Linked DNA regions of Danio rerio: region 1 is linked to region 2. Evidence: chromatin contacts called from public HiCAR-type data. All regions are on one chromosome and are shown on one strand. Each heading gives the region's core, a stretch centred on a gene start, on an enhancer-like site or on the middle of the called end of the contact. The rest is flanking DNA. Distances are from core to core; before and after follow the strand shown.

Region 1 (5,017 bases), core at 2,034-4,533, 220 kb before region 2:
AGCCTGTGTTAGTAAAAAAATGAAGAGACAATTTTCTATGGATTTTCTGTTCTTAATAGGTGAGGTGCAGATTTTTTTTTAAAAAATTGTATTATTCTATAAAGATCTGATATCATTTCCTCCAAACTTCAAATTTCATTTGCACTAAATTAGCTCTAAGATCTCATCACGGTTATTACACCAAATATTCCTTTCTTAATTTAAGTCTTTATTTGGCGGTGGCGAAGAGAGCTTAATGTGTTGGAACTTAAAAAAAACATGTGCAGTTACAAAAAAACACCAGCAAATTGAGAATTTTTTTTTTATCAGTTTAACAGCACATGTGCCGCAAATCCTCACTATGCATACACAAAAAAAAAACGTGCTGCATTTTCACACAACACAAGCATTAATATAACAAGCTGCACTTTGCTCACAATGCTAACAATTTACAAAAACACGCTGCATTTTCTCACAACACTTGCAAAAAGAACAGAACACAACTTGAAATGTGACGGACGCCAGTGTGCCGTGACTATTGCTCAGTGAAGTTGTTGGTAATCTTTGAAAGGTGAGTTTTTTGTTTATTTTATGTATTTTGTATTTTATTAGCTTAAATAACCATGGCTGCGTCCGAAACCGCATACTTCCATGCTGTATAGTACGCTAAAATCAGTATGCGAGCCGAGTAGTATGTAAGAATTCATAGAATTCGAAAATCAGTATGCGAGAAGTACCTGGATGACTTACTACTTCTGGCGAGATTTTGGAGTGCGCATCCCATGCATGCTGCGCTATCCTATATTGCCCCACGAGAGAATTCATGAATGGAAGTAAAGTGACGCAACTGACGCAGGTAGGTCACGTGACCATGACTAAATGGCGAATGTAGTACGTCCGAAATCCATACTTTTCCCATTCATAGTTTATAGAATGTACTTTTCTAACGACCGAGCAGTACGTTTAAATTAAAATGCAGTACCTACTGAGTAGTCGACAGTTTCGGACACAGCCCATAACCTAAGTAGCAGCGTCCGTCACATTTTTGAGTCCCCTTGAAACATTTCCATTATGTCTTTTTCCGTATATCTTTTTGCAAGTGTTGTAAGAAAATGCAGCATTTTTGTCAATTGTTGTTGTATTATGAGAAAATGCAACGATTTTATTAATTTTTTTGTGTTATGAGAAAAGGCAAGTTTTTTACAAATGTGACGATGTAAGGATTTGCAGCACATGTGCTGTCAAACTGAGGAAGATCTTTTTTCAGTTTGCTGGCATTTTTTGTAACTGCACGTGTTTTCAGAAATTGCATCATGTTAAGCTCTCTCAGCCACCGTAGTATTGTGTTGTCTAAATATGAATATAAACTAAAATCATGTCTCCTTACTGTTATTATATGCAAAATAAATAATAACCAAAAAAATATGCAAAATAACAAAATAAAATAAAAATCAAAGTTAATATTTTTAGCTCTTTTTAACCGTTTCTCTTTTGGCCACCGATCATGTGGTTATTTTCTGATGATGTATTTTGAGAGTAACTACTGAGGAACACCCTATTTCAAAATGTCTTGTTGTCTTATTAATATTTGAGTCATTGGAGCCAACAGACAAACATATAAGACATGACAGGAAAAATGAGATTTCATAAAATTGCAAATGCGAAACGCATGATGTTAACAAAGCATTGTCTAAACATTGCTTTTAGACTTTTTGCTGACACCTATTGGCCTGGACGCATGGACTCCAAAAACCTATAAAGCCATAGTAGGGTTCACAATTTTTAGTGATCAGCACATTGTAAATTTACAGTGCACTTTATATATTGTTTTCCTTTTTATGTAGTGATTAGTTTTTTTACAAGGTGGCAGCTGTAATTGGTGTCGTCGATTCATAATCACCAAAAAACTTCCTAAAAAGAACACAATAAAATATGTGCAAACTACAGCAACAGCTGTGGATGCCTACCAAGATAAGGGATTGTGCAAAGAGAATACAAAGTACATTCGTACAAATTTATCATCAAGAATAAAGACATTTGTATGGGATATAATATATCGAGAGATTATGCATGAACCTCTGTAGCCTGGGAGAAATAATACAAATTGTTGAAATGCATACACATTAAAATGCCTGTGTATGTGTGTGAGTCAGATAAAGTATTTTGAAAGGTTGTGTGACCAATTGTATTAATAAACAAATAAAAATGATTAAAAAAAAATGTTGGCTTCACTGACCAGCAGTTTGGGCTTAAATGAGTAGTTTTGTCCGTCTTCTTTTTATTATTAAATTATGGTGCAAGTCATGTTTTGAGATTACTTTTACTTTCAAACTAATAACAAAAACGATCACGTGATCCAAACATGGTGGCCACCCTCTGGGTTGAATAAAATTGTATTTTCTGTAGTAAGACTACTTACGTGCATAGTTTACGTTTAGACATTAATACTGCTAAAGCAAAAAAATGACCGAACGTACCTTTAATTAAAATGACGTATAGTTTCTATACAGCACCATGACGCTAATATTCTGTCTCAATGATCTCCGCTTTCATGAACACTCGCGAATATTAATGTGCGCTACGTGACCAGCAAATGCGAGAAAATCAATCAGACGCAACGGGGGCGTGACAGTTCCCAGCTCGAATGATTTACCTTCAGACTCAGAGGCTTCCCTGGAGAAAGCAAACAGCTCAGATACGCGCCGAAAACCCCTATTGCTTCCATTGTCTATGAAGAAAATACAGGAAGGGCTGCGTGATGCCACCTAAAATCCTGCTGCATCACCGCCTCCACTGGATCTGCCTTATTTAACGCGTCTCCCCCGACCTACCTGCCTGTGACTCGATTAACACCAATCCAAAGCAAAGACAAAATCATAAACACTTCAATCCAGAACGTAAACCGATCACATTAACAAACGCGCCCGATGCGTCTTAATTAGCATTAGTAGCCCTATATAAGTACGGCGCGACATCGCAAAAGAAAAAACCCAGGTAAGAAGCAAATAGGTAGGGAAATATGCGCCATTCACTTACATTTCACTACCCGATCGGTGGAGTTCAAGACCATGTCGGCGTTAGACATCTTCATGGGCAGTGAATGTCTCCAGGCGAATGTGTTTCTCCCTCCTCGCAGAAGAAGCGCTTTATTCTCGGCGTGTGTTCGCGGTGACGAGATGCGGTTGGTGCAGTGGCATCACTCGGATGCGTCTCCTCCGTGTCTCACCGCCGGATGATGATGATGGTGCTGATGCTGCTGCTGCTGTTGCCTGGAGAGGTTGGAGGAGGACGATGCTTCTTCTGCTGCTGAGACTGAGACTGTCGTGAGTGGGAGGATGGTGCTGCTGATGGGGTGGAGGCGGTGGAGGGAGAAAGAGAGAGAGAGAGAGAGAGAGAGAGAGAGAGATCGGGAGATCCTTTCAGCGCGTTGCACCACCCCGACATGGCGAAGCAGGGAACTCCCACGCACCCGCGAGAAGAGGCTGCGTGATGCTGCCATCAGGTGGAGATGAAGGGCTTTCCCGAGGACGCAGACGATGGATGATCGATTTGAAATGCCACTCAGGTCTGGGCGAGTGTACGTGGCGGTGTCCCGCGTGTGGCATCGGCCCAAAACTGTTATTTGAGAGATTTTTTTATTTATTTATAGACAAATAAGCAGAGTTGCTGTGCTCATTTAAACGGAAATTGTGGATAATGACCACAATTATGGTTAATGGTGCTTCAGTAAGCTACAAAACTTGGAATTAGACAAAACTGTCATTTAAAAGGCATTAAGCAAATTTACTGACTGCTTTTTTACATTTGGTTTATAATGGCTGTTGGAGTAAATGTGTCGTTTTATTATGCATTTAAATAAAAGTTTAAAGTACAATATTACTTTGACAACAATCTCTAATGTAAAATATGCCAAAAATATTACATTAAATGTGACATGACAGAATGATAAAAAAAACTTTGAAATTTTTTTTGTATTAGCCTTGCAGTGCATATTTTGTTGATAAAAAGATACTGTATAAAATAGCTTCAATTATACACTCAATGTTTTATTGTTTACTTATTACAAAACTTACAAAAAAATTATATAACATAAGGCAAAATTATATTTTTTAAAAACAGTTTATGGGATTTCAGTTTATCTGTAAATAAAAGTTAGTGGGACAAAAATTACCAGGACAGATGACTCTAGCATCGTTTATTGTAGGTAATTTAAAAAGCTGATAATTTGCCAAAAAAGGGAACGTAAACTGACAGAAAAATTAGGACTGAAGTAATATTCAGTGAGCCCATATGAAGTAAATAATAGAAACATTACAGTGGCAGTCATTTCTACGCCGTTTGTGCAGATTATTCAATCATTCATTAAATTTCCTTCAGCTTAGTCCCTGCTTGTCTGGGGTTGCCACAGCGGAATGAACTGCCAACTGTTCAAGCATATGTTTTACGCAGCAGATGTCCTTCCAGCTGCAACCCAGTTCTGGGAAATACACACACTCCTGCATCACTAATTGTGTTCACCCAATTCACCTATAGTGCATGTCTTTGACGCCCAGAGGAAACATGCACACACGCAAACTCCACACAGAAATGCCAACTGACCCAGCCGGGACTTGAACCAGAGACCATCTTGCTTTGAGGCGACAGTGCTAACCACTGAGCCACCTGGTCACCCCTGATTAGTAAATGAAATTAATAAAAAGGTTAATTTACCAAAGACAACATTACAGAATGCAAAGTGAAAAAATATACATAATGAAGAAATTATTCTAAAACATGCTGTATTATCTATAAAAGTTGCTGCTTTAAATAAAAATAGTTGTAGAAGTAATTTCTATACCAACTGCCTTTTATTATTTATTTGAAAAAATCTGATAATTTACAAAAAATAAATAAAGAAATGACAACATAAGGCAAATTACAGAATGAGTATTCAGAACTTATCGTATTGTAAATATGGCATTTCAGTATTAAATCTTTAATATACATATATATATATATATATATATATATATATATATATATATATATATATATATAT
Region 2 (5,371 bases), core at 2,860-5,359:
TACCAAAAAATGTCCGCAGATTCTGTCTGGCCCTAGATATGACTCATTTTTGAATTGACAAATGTATGTGAATTTTCATGATGCATTCAACAGAGTGACCATTGCAGCTCAAACAATAACACTTAAAATGAATGTAATTTTGATGGTTATTATGAGGAAGACCCATTCAACCATACTTTAGTATATTACCTTATATTGGCTGAAAATTTAAAATGATAAATGGCACATGATCACACAACCTTAGAAAATGTAGTGGTATTGTTAGTGCACATTATTACATTGGTTAACCACTGAAACCAACCAACAGTACCCATACAAGAAAATGAGATTGCATCAAATGACATTATGATGTGTTATTACAGATCGGTTAGTCTGCATGCTTCAGGTCATTATTCTGTTTATCAAAAGTGATACATGTGTACACACAAAACTTCATTGAAGTCAGAGGCATAATATCAACCACTACCTGAACTGTTGCACATGAGAAAAAAATAAACAAAAAAACACAGAAACATTGATACTGAACATTCTTTTTGTGAGAAGTTGGTAAATTAACATTTCTTTTTATTTTTTTATTTTTAATTTGTAAAATGTACATAAATTATATTTGATGCATAACCGCCGAATTCGGTGAACCTCTTTGCAAAGGGAACATAAGTTAAAACGTAAATAAAGATATATATATATATATATATATAAAGATATATATATATATATATATATATATATATATATATATATATATATATATATATATATATATATATATATATATATATATATATATATATATATATAAACAATATGCAGGCATTCTTTGTTAAAATAATTTTTAAACAAACATTGGTCAGACATTTATCTCCAGCTGGGAAAGCAATGTGCTACTGAAGACAGAAGAGGTCATCACACACCTTCATCATTAGAATCATCCCATGTATGTATTTGAAGAGAAATTAAAGATACATAATCATTGCCCCTAACCCAAAGGCCTTCACACCCTCATTGATTCATGTGACCATTCCAGTAACCCTTACCCTCCCACGTCACGAAGAACAGAGATGAAACTGAGCCAGGGTGCGTTCATGACATAAACGTTCACAGAAAGTGCAGACAGGATAGATAAACTGCTATGTGTTTACTTCACCTGGGTGAAGCTTGTTCAATAAAATTGGTTTCTTTTCCAGATACATACCTTTTTTTTTAAGTGCAGATAAAGTCTTTAAAGAAATAAAGACCTTTTAAAGAAATAAACGTGGAATTCAGCCACATGCTTTTCAAATATTAATCATATATTTAATTGATATACATATATTGCCAACATTGGCACGTTCAATATTGCACACAGTAATGAAATATAGCACTGGGAAGAGAGGGGGTAAAAATAAACTTTGAGAGCCAAAAATGACAAATTTAGCAACACTAAAAAGTTGGGAAAAGAAAAGCAAAAAAATCCTGGCCACACCCCTCAACTAGGCGTTTGGTCTGTGATAATGACATATTACTGCCAAACTACACAGAGAGGCTTCAGTACGGAAGTTTACTTCACAACAAAAGAGTTTGTTGAGAGCCACTAAACACCTTTTTGCCTGGCACATAACATTTGATAAATTAAGAAAGGCTCATTTTGTTTTCATAAAGGTGGCTTAAAATGCATTTGCGAGTCACTCGTTGTGATCAGAACCTTCAAATAATGAATTCCTTTTCATCCAAACAGACCACGAGTTACGCAGTAGCATAAAGGAGGGCCAGAGCCAAACAAAATCAAGAAGTAATAAAGAAAGCGGGCAAGAAAAAACAAAAAACGACAAAAACCCAAACTTGGATCTAAAGCACCAGCCAGTGTATAAGCATGCGGAGTCTGTAAGGCACCAGGTTGTTTAATGCTGAAGAGTATGCTCCCCAACAAGTTTCATTAAAGTCAGGGTCTCCCAACACAGGTCCTCAAGGGCCCCCATGAAAAAGGGCTTTCATTCCAATAGGCTTGTCATTGATGTCTTATCAAACAGTCAAAAGAGTTGATATATTATCTTATTATGTACACATACTTCTTGAACAAGTCATTCCTTAAAAGAAAAACGAGTACTGGTTCAATTACCTGACCAAACATCACTGACATTATGGACATTACAAAGAAGAGTCCTTGAGGACGAACATTGAGAAATCCACCTCAATGTGGCTGTGTACAGGTTAACATGCAACTACAGCATTCCTTGGCGCCACTCATCCTCTCATTGGTAGACTGATATATATATTTATATATATATATATTTTTTTTTCCATATATTTCTATATATTTTTAAACCCTTTAACAGATTGTTTGTCAAATCCCCCACTAAAAACGTGGGTTGTTTTCTTCTCCACTGAAATACATCTGATTCACAAAATCATACTTTGTATGTTTTTCTACATGAGCATTTTCATATGATTCTTTGTATCGAGGGGTCCGGTTACAAAAAATGTTTTCCGAGAGCTCTTTCTCTTTCTGTTGTCACTGCTCTTACTTATTAAGTACCTTTTTTACACACTGTGCATGACAACGAGACACAAATACATAGCATATCATCTGCATGACAAGAAGTTCAATTAAAAAAATACACTGGTAATACTCCTCAGAATGTTTGTGAAGAGGTCGCCCACCGCCTCCAGACACCTGCTCACAGCGGGCCCTCAGCTGACCTCTGTACCTCTATCAATCAACAGGTTGATATTTTTCTTTTCTAGCTAGCCCTCAGGTGATGCTTGGAATATCTAGTGGCAAGGCTACCATGACAACCTCTTCAGATGATTCGAAAATTTGGTTAAAAAAACTAAAACATCTGATTTGTGCTGAAGTCATTAGCTCACACGTAAAGGAACCGCTTCCTCGGCAAGAACTCCATTGCAAACACTTTTATAATATCTTGGAACGTGTAAAAAAGTTCTCGGTTAATAAGGGAAAGAAACACTCAGTTCTGTTGTTGTCAAGTAGGAAACACAGTTCATATATAATGTTATTACTTGGTTTAGCAGCCGCTTACTGTATTAATGGTGGGTAAGTGGATGTCATCCAGCGATGGGTGGACTGTCAGTCTGTGGAGGTTTGTATTTTTCTTTTTTTTTGTGGGTAGTGCTCCCTTGGAGTTAAACAGTTACTTATCTTTTTATGTATCTCTCTTTTTTACAGCACAGTACGTAGATTTTTTTTTTGTTTAGGTTATTCGGATTATTTTTTTTTATTTTTTTGCATGTTTCCCTCCACTATCAATCCTCATCCCCGTCGTCGCCGTGCATCTCCTCTTGCTGTTGCTGCTGAAGCTCGCATGCCCTTTTTTCCCTCTGTTTCTCTTGAATCTTTTTCATTTCATCTGCGTATTTACAGAAAGTGCTGCCGAATTTCGACCACACTTTGTAGGGCACTGTGATAGAGTTGCGATAGGTGGGCTTGACCTCGCTTACCCTCATGAACACCCCGTACTTATTGGAGCCCACGTCAAAGAAAAAGCGCTTGTTGTCCACAGTTAACGAGGTTCCCTCCGGCAGCTCCGCCGGCTCGTCCTCCACTCCGTAGTCGTCAATGAGTTTGGCGAGCGCGTCGCGAAATTCGATTAGTCCCTGGGCTGGAAGAGCAATGGTCTGGCCTTGCGTGGATCCCAAACCGGGCCCCCGGTTGACAGTCTGCCGAATCCTCAGAAAGCGGCCCCTCTGGTTCTCCTTCAGATCCATGTAGTACTTCCGATTCTCCCGGACCAGAAACTCACTCTTCAGCGCCCGCCGTGGCTCGTCCTGTGGCATGTCCGGATTGCTCGGCCCTAACTGGGCATAGTGCTCGATGAAGTCCCCCAGATAGTCGCGGAACTCGACAGCCACGGACATGGAGAGAGTGAGGCGGCTCTTGTTTCCTCCGGCCCCGACTTCTGCTATTTTCAAGAAGCGGCCTTTCGCGTTCTGCTTTACGTCCAGATAAAAGCGTTTGTTCTGGATGTCAACCCGCTTCGAGGCGAGCTCCTGCGTCTCGTGCTGCAGCCCGGAAGCCGAGCCCGCCCCTCCTGTCACTGGGTGCATGGAACCGACACCCGGGCCCGTGGCTGCTCCTCCCTGCTCACTTCCACTGTCTCTGTCCGCCATGATGCTGCCTGCCTTCTCCCTCAGTCTTACTGCAAGCCTACAGCCAAGCAGCCACGCCACCGCTCTCGCGAGATCTGTGTGAGGAGAGAAGACGAGCGCTGTTCAGACCTGTGCAGAATCCGAATAAACTCGCCGCGTACTGAAGCTCAAACGCTGCGTCCGCACGCTCTAGTCGCACGGCGCGTCTGTCCTGGAAGATTAGGTGGTATTCGACTGAAAACGAAACTGAAAATGAATTCGATTCAAAGCGAAAATGAAGATTTCCAGCTTAGGGTACATTATGTATTCTGTCGACGTATTTCATATACAGATGGTACCTAAAAAACTATTTGCTGAAGCTCTTGTTCGTTGTTCACCAGGTTATTTTTACTTTACGTTTTACGCGCATAAAATAAAATAAATCTAAAGTTGATTTAAAATAAAAGTGGCTTAAATGGTAAAAAATAAAAATTTACAGAAAACTGAAAAAATAAGCTATAAAATAAATCGATTTTACCCCGCTGTTATTAATTAATATTATTTATGAATAGGCTTGTAAGATGTAACGATAGACAGGCAGACCTGTTGTTTAGATGCATTTCATTCAGTTCATAATTCATTATACCTCCTAGTTTACCTTTTTTTCTCTTCGTAGAAAAAAAAAAACGGAAAATCAATAGCTATTTAAAATCAAATATGTATTGAGATGGTAGATGGCAAAGATACAAAAAGCTTTCTTTAGCTTTAAGGTTGCGTCTTAATTTTAATGAAGACATGCACAATGTTTATAATACATTGCTATATAAATTGAATTATATATATATATATATATATATATATATATATATATATATATATATATATATATATATATATATATATATATATATATATATATATATATATATATAATATTTATATAATTATATCAATTTATAAAGCAATGTATTATAAACTTAACATTTATAATACATTATTGTGCATGTCTTTATAAAATGTATATACCTTGCATGCATTTCCCTATTATACAAATTAGTCAACTAACATAGCCGACTATTGCGTTTTGTAGCTAGCCTAATTGATATATTCAGTTGTTAAAAAATATTTGTAAAATTAGTAAATTATACAGGAAATCTGCAATAAAAGGAAGTCTTTAATTTAATTAAAACCACAGCTTTACCTGCATGCGATAATCAACCCAGTCTGTGCCTGAAATGTATATTTGAATATAAAGTTTTCAAAGCATGCTAGAAAAAAAAATATTTTCGATTTTAAAGTTGGGCTAAAA

What was found. HiCAR-type assays count read pairs that join an accessible place to other places.
Region 1: a contact with region 2 is called in a HiCAR-type map of caudal fin, with 3 times the contacts expected there. The contact joins the promoter of ppp3ca here to the promoter of puraa in region 2. A contact is called at or near these places in 5 of 18 Hi-C or Micro-C datasets (caudal fin, embryo and an unstated tissue) and 2 of 4 datasets of contacts at active chromatin or transcription factors (caudal fin and embryo).

Annotation. Positions count from the first base shown.
Region 1 is chr21:32,039,083-32,044,099 of GRCz12tu, reverse strand. It overlaps ppp3ca (protein phosphatase 3, catalytic subunit, alpha isozyme), which reads right to left and starts at 3,283. Exons shown (of 15, transcript NM_001198550.1): 1 at 3,016-3,283. The coding sequence starts at 3,070.
Region 2 is chr21:31,822,053-31,827,423 of GRCz12tu, reverse strand. puraa (purine-rich element binding protein Aa) reads right to left here and starts at 4,109. Exons shown (of 1, transcript NM_001001846.2): 1 at 3,091-4,109. The coding sequence starts at 4,104. The coding sequence ends at 3,241. All of the region lies in intron 1 of nrg2a (neuregulin 2a), which reads left to right.